2 separate regions of the Gossypium arboreum genome follow, and region 1 is linked to region 2. A link is a contact called in public Hi-C data. All regions are on one chromosome and are shown on one strand. Each heading gives the region's core, a stretch centred on a gene start, on an enhancer-like site or on the middle of the called end of the contact. The rest is flanking DNA. Distances are from core to core; before and after follow the strand shown. Region 1 holds the start of LOC108486533 (aminomethyltransferase, mitochondrial). Region 2 holds the start of LOC108485996 (probable F-box protein At4g22030).

Evidence for each region. A called contact is a pair of places that touch in the nucleus more often than the background predicts.
Region 1: a Hi-C map of leaf shows a contact between it and region 2, with 4 times the contacts expected there. The contact joins the promoter of LOC108486533 here to the promoter of LOC108485996 in region 2. A contact is called at or near these places in 2 of 5 Hi-C or Micro-C datasets (both in leaf).

What each region holds. Positions count from the first base shown.
Region 1 is chr6:13,165,872-13,173,030 of ASM2569848v2, reverse strand. It overlaps LOC108486533 (aminomethyltransferase, mitochondrial), which reads right to left and starts at 4,789. Exons shown (of 4, transcript XM_017790636.2): 1 at 4,350-4,789; 2 at 3,210-3,785; 3 at 2,858-2,976; 4 at 1,966-2,729. The coding sequence starts at 3,767. The coding sequence ends at 2,183. It overlaps LOC108484046 (dihydrolipoyllysine-residue succinyltransferase component of 2-oxoglutarate dehydrogenase complex 2, mitochondrial-like), which reads right to left. Exons shown (of 15, transcript XM_017787663.2): 12 at 7,014-7,104; 13 at 6,813-6,923; 14 at 5,825-6,019; 15 at 5,196-5,591. The coding sequence ends at 5,400. LOC108484641 reads right to left here and starts at 1,528. Exons shown (of 7, transcript XM_017788504.2): 1 at 1,299-1,528; 2 at 822-1,077; 3 at 603-722; 4 at 333-491; 5 at 1-41. The coding sequence starts at 1,055.
Region 2 is chr6:12,992,386-12,999,670 of ASM2569848v2, reverse strand. It overlaps LOC108485996 (probable F-box protein At4g22030), which reads right to left and starts at 3,452. Exons shown (of 1, transcript XM_017789827.2): 1 at 2,060-3,452. The coding sequence starts at 3,452. The coding sequence ends at 2,103. It overlaps LOC108486711 (a long non-coding RNA gene), which reads right to left. Exons shown (of 3, transcript XR_001871523.2): 1 at 7,039-7,285; 2 at 6,070-6,315; 3 at 5,184-5,410.

The DNA of each region.
Region 1 (7,159 bases), core at 3,540-6,039, 170 kb before region 2:
GTGATGAATATAATGCTCAACCATAAAATACACTCATTAACCTGCATAGTCAGAAAGAATGTTTTCCTTCAGCAAAAATATAGGGTCGGTTTAGTTTTTTCATGTACTTGGAGGGCTCTTAGAGGATTATATCACAAACCAATATAAAAAAAATGTGTTGGATTAGGTGTCAGATGCAAATACTTATTCAGAAATGAAGAGACGAAGCAACATAGGTTTATAGTGCTTCAGAGAAATGAATGTACCGCAGCTAAGTTATGGAATATCGCTGGTAAAACTAAAGAATCTCTTGAACAAAAGTAAGAGCTAAAATATGTAAGATCATCACTGACCTCCTCTGCACAAATCTTGGATTTTACACTGGTGCTTCCGCCATAACTATGCATTACATTGATTTCGATACCGGATTCCTTCATGGCAATCAGTTCTTTCCGCAATCCTTCATCAGTGCAGCCCAATGCATATGCATTCACCCCAGCACTAATGAACTCCTGAGATACAACATCAGTCCAATAGTATTACATGAAGAAAGGCTAACATATATGGGTAAAATCGTTTGAACAAAGAGCAGATCAAGCAAGCAAGTAAATCAATGAATATACTTTTAGGTTGTCACCTCCTCCACGATCGATGACATTCCTGTACCGCCTAAACAAGCTGATTGCTATATTTCGCGACGATCTATACTCATCATCGGATGAAGCAGAACCACGTGATTGACACTACAGTTAAAAAAATCGTAGTTAAAACACGAAAACACTCAATTTTATTTCTAAAAAACGAAGTAAAATGGAAGAGTTCAGGTTCAATAAAATCCTAACCAGCCATCTCTTTGGAGCAAGTCGATGTGATACAAGATAGGTTGTAAGCTTACTGGAATCTTTCCATGAAGGCAATGAACTATGAATATGAACTACATTATTAGAGTGAATCCCTGGTAAGCTATGGTGAATTGCAGGCTTTGAAACACAAGGTAGTTTAGAATGAAGAAGAGTATTGCCCAGAAATGTCTGGATTTGGTTGATTGTTCCCGGAGGATTTACCACCAACATCATGGAACCATCCTACGTTTATAGCCTTCAAACGAGGAAATAAAACAAGAACAATTAAGATGATTGCAAATTAAGAGGAATTTTATAACTTGGAGAAAAGAAAAAACTCATCTGATCATCGCTAAGCGATTATTTTCTTTCTTGATTAAAGCGCTTAGAAAAATTAAATTGAAACCACAGAGAGGATACAGATGATCAAAGAAGTGTGTTCATTAAACTGAAAAGAAAAGAAAATTAGTATATTACCTTGGAGGATTTTGTGTTGGAGAGAAGGGTTGAAATTAAGAATATTTGAAGAAACCGTAAAAAGGAAGAATCTTGGAAATGGGCTAAAGCTTAACCCCACTTGATATTTGAATGGTTCCCAGAGATTCAGTTGTTTGAAGGAAATTTAAAACGAAATTTTTAAAGCATTTTACGTGAATTATTTGGAGTCCTCAAATACCAAGATTTTTATTGCCTAGAGATGCACGTCAACACCCAGAACTTATTAATTTGTCACAAGCAACCAAATATAGCGACGTTCCCCTTATCCGCCGTCGTTTCAGAATCATCATCATATTCATGCCTATCCCATGAATCTTTTCTTCAAACAATTGTGCATAATCTGACTCGACCTCATTCTCAATGAGATTTAAGGACTTCTTTGGACGAGTATTTATCACTATTGCAGTGTATAATATTTAATTTCACTGTTATTGTTATTTTTATATTAATTATATTGCTATTTTTATACTAATTACAAATAAGCGTTCTGCCCATCTAAAAGGGACTTCAATCATTGATGAAAAGCTTGCTATCATGAATGAGACTGTATAAATTCCTTAATTTATTGCGGTTCTACCTGTTTAGACAGTCCAAGTCACTTTGACAGAGTAAGAGATAAAACCTAGATAAAGAAAATGCCAAGCCATTATGAAACTTTGCCACGATTTCAATCTTTCCCTTTCTTACTGATATATAAAATCCATTATCATTATTCGAGAAATTGGAATTGAACAGAATACAAGCAATAAACAACAGCATGTTCATGTAATGTCATGTAAGTTAAAAGAGAAACAGGGCATTGGCATTTGATTGCAGATGAAACAACGCAGGAAAACTGAGGAGCTGAAAGCGTAAATTCCATCTTAGGATGGCTTGTAATATTTTGTGGGTATAAAAGGCATTTTTGTGACTACTCCATCATAGGCCTTTCCTCTTACCAAAATCTTAGCTTTGGTGCCTGCCTTGTGTAATCCAGATTTCACATATCCCATTGCTATGTTCTTCTTCAGGCAGGGGCTAAATCCTCCGCTGGTGATTTCTCCAATGTTGTTCCCTTTCTCGTCCTGAATCTCACTGTGAGATCTTGGAGGTGGGCCGGTGGAGGTGAAGCCGACTCTCCTGATCGACGGACCCTCTGCCAGTTGTTTCAGGATTACCTCAGCTCCTAAGAATCCACCTTCTGCTCTTCTCCTCTTCCCTATGGCCCATGTCAGTCCAGCTTCGACTGGTGAAATGTGTTGTTCCATGTCATTGCCGTATAAACATAGGCCAGCTTCGAGTCGGAGACTGTCTCGAGCTCCAAGTCCTGTCAACCTTACCTTTCCTTCCGATTTCTCCAAGATTGCTTTGGCAAGATCCAGAGCATTTTCTGAAGGAACTGAGATTTCAAATCCATCCTCACCGGTGTACCTGAAAAATAGATAGATAAGAGACAACTTTATCAGTTATCCTCCATAGCATCCCAAGATATGATAACATTCAACCTGCCAACCAAGCCAGTACTCTTGGAATATGAAAGAAACAAAATTGAAGATTACCCTGTCCGAGTGAGAAAACATGTTGCACCGTTGATATCCAATATTCGGAATTCCCCAAAATATATCTTACTCAAATCATCCTTTGTCAGATGTTGAAGAACTGGGGCAGCAAGAGGACCCTGTAATAGAATTATATGTTTCAAAATTGTTCAAATGCTACAGGAAAGTCATTTCTTCACTAACCTGCAAATCTGTGCTAGTTGACCAAATTATTCAAGAATAAAAGGAGAACATTTGTGTGGACTACAACTCAAGAAAGTATGAAAAGCATGCATGTTTGGCTCAACAATCACTGGCAAATTGATAGAATCAAATACGGAGACCTAATAATCGAAAGGGTGTAGTGATTAACCTGGAGAGCTAGAAGAGATCTCTCATCATGGATGTGCCACGAGACATCACCACCTTTGGCCTTGAATGCTTTCATATGCTCTTCAATGTGAGCCAGATCCTTATCCCTGCAGCCTGCATTCACAACCAGATATATGTGATCATCTTTCACTTTAGTAATCACGGAATCATCGATTGCCCCTCCTTTCTCATTTGTAAAAACAGTTAGAGTTCCAGTTCCGGGGGCAAGGCCAGCTACATCAGCAATGACGAGCTTTTCAAGGAATGAAACAGAGTCCTTTCCCTTAAGGCTCAGCCCACACATATGGGATACATCAAACAGTCCACCATTCTCCCTGCAATTCACAGTTGAGTCCATGATTGAGTCCTTGTACTGAATGGGCATGCTCCATCCCGCGAATGGGACCATCTTCCCACCATGAGCAACATGGAAATCAAAAAGAACAGTTTTCTTCAGATCTGCCTCTGAAGCAAAGTACCGACGTGCTACAGCCTTCTTGTCAGCCTGTGAAAGACGACGAGTAATTGATTGCCCAAGTTGCCAAAGACTTCCCCTCATCTTCTAAAGTTGAAATATCTGATGAAGAGCAAATTCTCAGAAACAAGACAATATTGTACTACTAAGAATAGCATTCACTTGCCACTACAAAGATTTTTAGGAGCATTCAAATTTAAAGGGGAGAAGTGATTTTTAACAGCAGTGAACCTATATGGGGTTAAACAACACATCCATTTATTGAAAATATTTATTGGCTTCTAAATCATACGCATAATGCCATAATCTAACGAATCCATTCAATCTTAATGTTACAATCCAACACCATATTCCCAAGAAAAGCATCAAAGGCATTTGTTGACAGATGATAACCCAATACGATCTAAAATCAGCACTGAAGTATCCAATAGAGACATTCTCCAAATAATCCGACCATCCGACAATATACAATGAAAACCACGACATTATACCACAGTTTTTGAGATGCAAATGATCAAAACTGAAAAGGGTATTTAGCAAATCAAGAAAAGAAACCAATGCTATCACGTTATCGAGATCTCAATCCCGTTTATCACAGAATCACAAAGACAACGTCAAGCTACAAATGCAGTCAGAGAAAAAGAATAAGAGAGTGAAAAGGCTTACACAGAACCCTTGTTTGCGGTCTTCAAAAAGAGAGCAATTCAGAGAGCACAAAAGAGCATTCCTCTGCCAACTCTGGGCCAAAAGAAGAAAGTAAAAAAGGATAGCCTTTTATATATGCGCCAAAGAAATTAGATGTAAAAATATTATTTTGGGCATTTAAAAAAAAAAATGAGGAAAGTGGTTGGTAGCACAGGAGTGAGTGGAGGAGGGGGTTTCTCTGCCAAATCCAAAAAATAAAAACCAAATCTTCAGCGAGTGGTGCTTAAAGGGCTTTAGAGCTATTTCACCACTTCCCAAATCCTTGTCTCCTTTCTCTGCATGTCTTACTCAACTTCATCTAACGGCTGTCATGACAAGGAATCTAAGGCATGTTGCTGATTTTGTCCGAGGTTAAAATTGTCTGTCTCTGTTACAGTGCCAACAAGGTCTAATGTAACTGGTCTGTAATTGAACTGAGTTTAGAAACGAAAACATTGGATTAGTGTCTCAGATAGGGGGGACCCATGCAGTTGAGAGATCACTGTAGTATGGAGATACTAATCTACCACTAAAAAGGAATGAAATTGGGAGTTGGTGAGATCTGTGTTGGCGTCCTCAACTATTAGCTGTTAAAAAAGGTTTTTAACCCAAGCTATTCTTGGTTGGTTGGTGGCTCTGATTTCTTTAAATCGAAAAATTCATGTGATTAGTTTACTAATTAACAGTTTCATTGAAATTGGTAAGTACTTTGTTTCTCTCAAAAGAAAATGGGTTCCTTTTTATAAAGAAGAGTTCAGCTTCAACTATTTGGAAGATTAGTCATTGAATGACTCCATTGCTTGTTTTCTCCATTTAACTAGAATGATATCAATAAAAAACGAAGGAATGCTTTATTTTGGAGCAGATGATCGACCACCATAGGCCTTTTAACAGATACAATAGGAAAATGATATGGCACACCAAGAAAATGCAAATATAAGAGCCTGGAAATCTCAGTTGCTATTTATTCTACACCCAAGAAAATGTGTGCCATATCCAGGCTATAGATAGACTGTTGTTTATATGGTTTCCTTATACATCGAGCAGCAGTCTCCGCGGATCCTCCACAACATCTTTAATGCGACGCAAGAAGAATACTGCTTCCCTTCCATCAATCAGTCGATGGTCATACGTCAGTGCAATGTACATCATTGGCCTTGGAACAACTTCTCCACTGACAACCATTGGACGGCTAACTATGGAGTGCATTCCCAGAATAGCCGACTTAGAAAGAACAAACAACTGTTAGTAAAAAGAGAACATGGAAGAAAGATATCGGATCTAGCATATTTACTTGTGAATGCAAAGCCATGAATGTGTGGTAAAAAATGCATTAAACATGGATAATCGGCTTATTTCCCAGAAAACAAAGCTTCACTTGTTATACATTACAAGTTCATCCGAATGAGACATGGGGGAGAGGGGGGGAGGAGTAAATTGACTGTAAAGCATCTCACCTGAGGGGGATTAATAATTGGAGTACTTAAGAGGCTTCCATAAACACCACCATTGGATATTGTGAATGAGCCCCCAGCCATCTCATCAATTGATAAAGATCCATCATTTGCCTTCTTAGCAAGGATGTTTATCCCTTTCTCGATTTCAGCAAAGTTCATTCTGTCAGCATTTCGGATTACTGGAACTACAAGGCCCTGGAAAAAAGTCAGCGAAAGCAACGCAGTTTCAGATATAGATGGAGAACTGGAAACCAAAACACAGTTGAGGACTTTAGCACATTTATGATGAAAAAGGTGGTGCAGCGTGCAGGCAGAGAATATGGAAAGCAATGATAAATTGAAATAAGAGTATTCCTTAACATATCTTAATTTGCTAGACTAGGAAAACAAAAGAAAAACTATCATTTAAGGAGATGACAAAATTTAGAGATTATAAGGAGCATCGAGATCTCAATGATGATACGACAATTGACAAAATCTCAATTATGCAGCATCTTAAAGAATACCTCCACTCAGCAAAGTGGGAAGTTCAGATAAACAGTGGCGAGCAAACAACCAATCACATTTGCATTAGTACATACAGACGTAAATAACAGAAAATGGTGTACTTTGGAATCTAGCTACTATTTTTATCTGAAAACACAAGCACAAAATGGCATCAATTAGCAATGGCATATCAAATTAGAATGGAAGTGAATGATCCCAATGCATATATTACAACCTCAAGCAATCTAGCCCCAGTTTGACCTTTAAGGTGAGTGCTAAGTAAACCATGAATCTACAAACTCAAAGTTCTTATTAGTTTGTATAGAATTCAGCTATCACAATAATCGATTCCTTAAACAAGTATTTCTTTTACCACATTTAAAGGCTTCAGATGCCCCAGAGAAGCTAGATATTATCTTCAGATGGAATTTTGAAGGAATAAATGGCGTCTGATAACTACATTGCCAAATCACTTTACATAGAGTGAGAGAAACTGACAGACCTTTGGAGTACCAACAGCAATACTGATATCAATGTAATCTCTATATATTATGTCGTCCCCATCAATTACAGCATTGACAATTGGTTGATTCTGAAGAGCGCTAACAGCTGCCTGAAAGGAGATAAGACATTTTAAATGAAGATTGTATATTTATACACAGACACAAACGCACATGTGTCTTTAGGTTTTGGTGAGTGTTACCTTTACAAATCCCGACATAAGTCCTAACTTTACTCCATGTTTCTCGAAAAAAGCATCCTTATAGTCAGAACGGAGCTTCATCAAACTGGTCCTGGAATTGTATGTCAAAGGAGAGGGGAAAATATGCAAAACTAAGTCATTACCGG
Region 2 (7,285 bases), core at 2,203-4,702:
CTAAATTCATAATAAGAAATTATAGGCAAAATAGCACAATTCAAACATAACATAAAACAACATAGTAAGTTCTATATGAACTTACATGGAAAAACAACAAACGAACAATTCTCTAAAAACTAATCATCAATTTTGTCTTTTCCCCGATTATCCTTGTTTTGGTACAATTATCGATCTATACAATAATTCATTTCAATTTATCAATTCCAAACATCTTATATCATCCTATTATATCCATAAATAAGTTCAATTTCATTTTTTGAATGCCCCTAAAGTTTTACATTTTATTCAATTTAGTCCCTAAAACTGAATTTGCCATAACTTTTAAATTTGAGCTTCTATTTCAAAATCGATCTTAATAACATTCTTTTAGGAGCCTATATCATCTAAAATTATAGAAATTTTACACTAATTTTGAAATCTATACACTTTAGTCCCTATATTGAAAAATTAGCAAATCAATTTTACAATCTAATCATTTTCACATCTAAGCTTAAAATCTATCAATTTAACATCAAATGCTTTAACAATCATCAATGGAAGCTTTTAGAAACCTTAAAAATTTTGTAAATTGCTACATGGGCTAGCTAAATCAAGTTCCCACAACTTCAAAAATATAATAATTACAAAAAAAAAATGACTAAATTGATCATACCTAATTAAGGTTGAAAGTTTGAAAGCTCAAACCCTATTCTTTCTTCTTTTCCTACGGGTGGAGAAGATGAATTGGAAAAATATTTTGTTTTATTTTTATACTTAAGCTTAATATTTAATTAATCTACATTAATTTAATTAATTGTAATTATTTCAACTTAAGCAAAGTTGGTGGATTACAATTCACATCCACCACCGATTGTCATATACTAATGGCCCAATTACTCAATTGGTCCTTCGGCTATTTAAAAATTCATAGCGATAAATTTTTATAATTTTTACAATTTAGTCATTGTACCATAATTATCTTTCAATGTGACAAAGTTAAGGGACCAAACTTTAAGTAACCTTTATACCAACCTCATAAATATTAAATATTAATATTTAAGGACTCGAACATCGAAAATGTAGTTCTGAAACCAACGTTTTTGACATTACTGAAAAATGGGCTATTACAGTTTCCTTTGATTGAGTTGATAGAGGAAACCATAGAGGTTTCCTAGATTCAGTAGAATTAGGGTTGGAAATGAACCAAGCTTGAATGAATGGACCTTTGTTTATGTTTGTTTGTTTATTTTAAGTTTGTTTGTGTTCGTTTCATGTTCCTTAAGAATTTCAAAATTTTTGCTCTTTTTTGTTTATTTAAAATTATGCGTGTTCCTATTTGTTCGTTTAAACGAACATGTTCGTGAACATTAAACGAACATGTTCTCAAACATGTTCAACATGAACATATAATTGAACATGTTCACGAACAATGTTCATGAATAATAAACAAATAAACAAACAATAAACACATTCACATATTACTTTTAGATATACAATAATCAAATATAAATATTATAAATAAAAAATAAAAACTATAATAATTTTATTAATATATACTAATGAAACAATAAATGAACTTTAAATAATTTATTAAACGAATTTTAAATGAGCATAAACTAGTTTATTCATGAACATAAATAAATTGAATAAACTTTATTTATGTTTAATTCATTTAATAAAGCCTCAAAATTTTATTTATATTCATTTATTTAACTTCGTAACTAAACAGAATAGAACAATCATTAACTTTCTTATATTGGAAGGAGCGCTCCTATGAAGGAGAAACCCTCTAGGGCCTTGCTAGGCTTTGCAAATATTAGTAATTACTAAAGCCATATATTGAAGATAAAATAATATTTTGGTATTTTAGACTTTAAAAATAATGTTAGGAGTTAATAAATGTTGTATAAGGTATAATAAAATATTAAAAAGAAATATTTATTTTGTATAAACCGAAACATTGTATTTCGGGTGGTAGGTGTAAAAATTTATATAGTAACAAAACTTAAAAGTATTTTTATTCTAATTTATTATGGAAACAGAGTATTGGGATCCATCAGGTGTGAATACAGTGCCATGCAATTAATAGTTCTTGTTATGATCATGAATCTAGTGCAACATTAAAACAACTTGCTTGCAAATTCATCAATGGGGATTCCTTCTATACGAGAATAACTGGATTTTTTGGCTAAATTTCTCAACTGTGATAAGCTTCTGCCTAATTGCAATGCTACCTTCATTTCAAACAACGCTCCCTGTTCTCTTTTCTTCACATCACTTTCATCCAAAGTCGATTCAATCGATTCCTGCATATATTTAAAGAAGCCGGCGTTGTTCCTATACATCTCAAACACCATACCAACTTGGCCGCCATGCTCGAAAGTGTTAACAGCTGAAGCTAAAGCTCCTGTAATGGTTGCCACTATTGCTGCCCAAGGTCCGATATTGGAAGACCCCATGAAAGTAGATGCCAAAGCTGCAATTCCAGTTAGTAATGTCCCTGATGTAGCTAAAACTTTGTTTATCTTCAATGCTTTGTTGCCTAATCTCTCATAATCTTCACTGTCTTTTCTCTTAATCACCTCAACGATTTCCCTCATTTCCATTTCGAGCTCCTTAGTCCACCCATTGCCCATCTCCACCTTTCTATTGATATTATCTTTCTGAGACTCGTTTCTAGGCCACCAAACAGCATGCTCTAAACTTTCCGGGAATTTTTCAAGCATTACACCACCTAGCAGGGCAAGAGGGTAAGCTTTATCAATGACCAAGATTTTTCCCATAACATCTTTCACATCTTCTTTGCTTGGGGAACCAACAGTGATTAGGGTTTGTACTTGGCTCCCAAGCTGCTTAAACAATTTCGTTGCCTTACGTTGCTCTTCCACAAGCTGTGAAGGTTGGATCTTGTTCATAATCACCAACGTTGCAGTGGCTGCTGAGAATAAGAGAATGGAACCCAACTTCAAGCCCAAAACAGAAACACCATGGCTAGTTGCTGTAACACCAGCCATAGTTGCACCAGTAAGAATCATCATGTTAGTGGAGTTAAGAAGAAGGGTGTTCCAGTTTTCTCGTTGATTGCCGATATTCTTGTGCATCTCCACTCTATCGGCAACAGTTTCTAAGACAGCATAAAGTTGCATGGTAGCCATTGAAACAGATGAGGTTTCTTGAACCAATGGTGTCTTAGTGACGGCGCATTTTTCATTCGGGATTGTGTTGATAAACCCATTCCCAGTATTATATTCCTCATTCAAATTTTGGGTCGATACTTTTGGAACTGATGGAGAAGAAGCCATGTGACAGGGTTGTTCTTCTTTGAGATGGGAAACAAGCAAGGTTTTCTTGTAGAGAAAGCCAAGGGGAAACTCTAGAGCCTCATTTATAGCAACCGAGGAGCCAATGACTGTAAGTGATCTAGTGCTACAGCAAAGTTTGAATATAAATCCATAAATATACTCTTTCATCCCTAATATTATAATATCTAGAAATATAATTCAAAATTAGAATCTATTTATCATTAGTATTAAATTCAAGTATTACAACACAAATATGTATTAATTAAATTATCTATCACATATGGTATATGTTAAACATCCCAATCTAGTAAGTTGAATATTATTTTGGAAATTTACAACAATGAATTTGAATTAAGTATGAATAATATATATTTTGGAATGAGTATCAATTTTGGGTCAATGTATAATTTGATATATGAATTTTAATTTTTGTAATTGTATACATGAAATTTGAATTGTGATTTATATGTATACATAAAATTTTGATTTTGATTCAATTATATACATTTAAAGAAATAAATACCCCACATTTATTTGCATATTATATTAATATTGTTTGTGCATGTAATATATCAACGTAAAATTATGCTAATTAGATAATGTTGTTAGTCATTTGTGAAAATTAAATCAAATCAAAATATCATGTATAAAATCGCACAAAATCAAAGTTCATTTATGACATTACTAATTGAATATTAATTGAACCCAAAGTTAATGTATGAATTTGATTTTTATTTCTATGATTTGATTTCAAAGTCATCATACTGTAAAGTAAATTTGGATAATTTATACTACCCTCATTCTGTAAACCCACTATATTAAAACTTGCAAAAAAACAGTGGATATAAATATCCAAATCTATACTATCTATTGATCAATGATCCCAAGGTCCTTTGCCGTTGGCTTACCCTATTGGCTTCCATAATCTTCAAGTTGATCAGGATTGTTTCCTCTTTGGGGTATTAGCAATGGAAGTGATAAAACCAAGTCCATGGCGACTTTTGCGTAGCGTGTAGGCGAGTTTGATTCTATTGGTTCAATAGTAAGTAAGGTCTCAATAAGCTTTCTCATAGGCAGTCTATTTGTATTACCGTTAACATTCTTTGAGACTGACCTCAAACTAACTGACGTAATCTGCTCTCTCTTGCATATGAACTTTACATAACTAAATCAAGTAGAGTCGAGTTTTTGAATATTTGGGTTTTACTAAAGGGATTTTTTCTTTTTTGAAGTATTTTTATTTTTCAAAAGATGCTATCGAAATATTTTCTTAGCTAGTATATAATAATTATTATTTTAATAAAACATCATTTAAGGTTTTAATAAAAATTCTTCAAAAACAAATCTCAACATTTAGGAAGTTCGAATCCTTTTAAAAATCATTTTGAAATACTTCTTAGAGGTTTGACATGTAACATAAAATAAATGCCCGATGTTTTTTGGGTTAAAATGAAGTCGTTTGGATTGAAGAAAGTACTAATTTTATCATAATTTAAAATTTTAAAAATTTTAAATAAAATCATAATTTTTTTTTATTACTATTTTTTCATGTGATTGGAGGTACCCGAGGTCACGTGTAAGCCACAGAGGACTTAAAACGACCAAAACACACGTGTAAGCTACAGAGGACTTAAAACGACCAAAACAATGCAGGACCCTTGCCCAAGGGCCTATGTGTCAGTATCTAGGGTCTAGGTATCAGTACCTAGGTCCCTGTACTGTAGATTTTGGCATTCTGCCAAGTCAGGGTGCGATACCCTTGGCAAAGGTACCGGACCCTAGGCCCCTGAAATTGAGAATCAGTCCAAAAACACTTAAAATCATGCCTAAACATGTCCATATCATTTTCATATGTTCCAAAACATAAAAATCTAATTTAAAACACATTTGAACTCATAATTCGAAGCATAAATATCCAAGTCAAATAATGGAATAAAACTTGGATAATTACATTAAAACAACTTAAATTTTCAAATCAAAATTTACAAATACCACAATCAAATTAGGTCCTTATGTACATGCAAAATCCTTATACAATAACACTAATATAAATATGTTACAACCTCAAGTGAGTTGTGACATGAAGCTCCCAAGCTCGGACCTTATGCTTTTCACTCGTATCTTACCTACGTGTTTTAAACCATTAACGCGTGAGCTTTAAAAAGCTTAGTAAGTACTCAAAGATAAGTCAACTTATCCTATCCTAAAATAAATGTTGAGTCTCTTATCAAGAACTATTCAAGATTCATTTCCATTATATTATGCCATTTTTCAACTAATTCAAATTTGATTATCGAATTATGGAACTCAACATACTGGTCAATGGTTCTTTAACAATTCACAATAGAAATTCATGTTGAAGATCATCATCAAGGTTATTGATATTTTCCATTCTAAGTCCATAGCCCTTTTCACTTAACTTTCTAACTTATTCACGGGTGAGTACCACTTATGGCTATGAGAAGTGGGAAAACTCACATGGGAATAATTTAGAAAGTTAAGTTTATAAAAAGAAAAATTTATAAATCCAAAAACCAAATAAATTTAGGAAAAACGTAAGCAGAATAATTTAAAAGTCCAAAGTCCATCATATGTCCGCATGCCATGTTTGATCCTAGTCTCAAGCATTACTTGAGATGGTTGAAACTATGGGGTGAGCTAACTAGCATAAACATAATATTATTCATATATCATTCATCATTAATAACATTGTAACACAAACATAGCATAAGCATTACCATTCAAAAGTGTCATGGAAAAAACATAATACATAATGATTTCTTACCCCAACCATCCGCTATACACCACAAATTCCCCAGAACTCATCTGCCAAACTCCATACATTGCGAGTTGGGCTCGATGTGGTTAAACCACCATTATATGTAATGAAGATATACTGCCATTCAAAATAAATATGATATAATCGTTGTTCTCCTCATTACTCCCAGTGCAGTGCACTGATAACATATATGCGGACTTAATATGCCTCCATTACTTCACGGAACTCCTCCTTCATCCACATAATCCCATCCTATGCACATGTAATATGTCATACAAATTTCAATTAAAATCATGTTTCCATTACATTCCCATTTCAATAGCATGTTTTGCATGCTCATAACAACATTCACTTTCATTCGATAATAACATTTATCAATCATTTAGTTTCACCATCAATACAGTGACATTCCAACATGTCATAGTTTCATTATCATTCATAAGAAATTTTCCAGTGCATGTGTAGCAGTCTTTCATATATTTCACAACATTTTACCCAAACATACATTTCATTTTTATTCTAATACGTGCTACTCATACAACCAGCATACATTATATCACAAAATAATTCATATTAATTCATATCAATACCAGACATTCAAACATTCAATCAGTCATGCAACATTGCAAACATGCCATTTATTTAAGGTTCGAAACGTACGTGATTCAGCCACATTAAAATCACTTAGCCATTTAACTAAGTTTGACCAACAAGCTTAATCATCATTTTAAGTATTAAAAATATTATTTAACATTTAAATTTTATAGGTTGGAACCCACACCTTATTTTTGTACAACTGTAGCACTACTTACCAAACTTGCGATTCCTCCTTTAGACTTAAATTGAACCTAAATTAAAATACAATATTTATCGAGTTAAAATGTTTCCAAATCAGCCCTAAAGCACCCTCTTAAAGGTTCAATCAAATTAGCATTACCGTAATAATTTTTTGTCTAAATCGACTAGGCTACTTACACTGATTTGATGCCAAACATACGTACGAATGAGTTTTGCAGTCATTGATGATCCGAGAAGTTTAAATCAGCATATAAACATAATTAATCCCCAAAAATCAGTAACCAAAACCCCTGTTCAGATTTTAAACCAATCGACCAAAGAAGAAATTAGTAATAAAGAAAAACAGTGCAAGATCTCGCACAAGTTTGCACTTTGCACCACCCATTACCCTGATCTGAGTTGTCGGATGAACATCTTTCTGAAT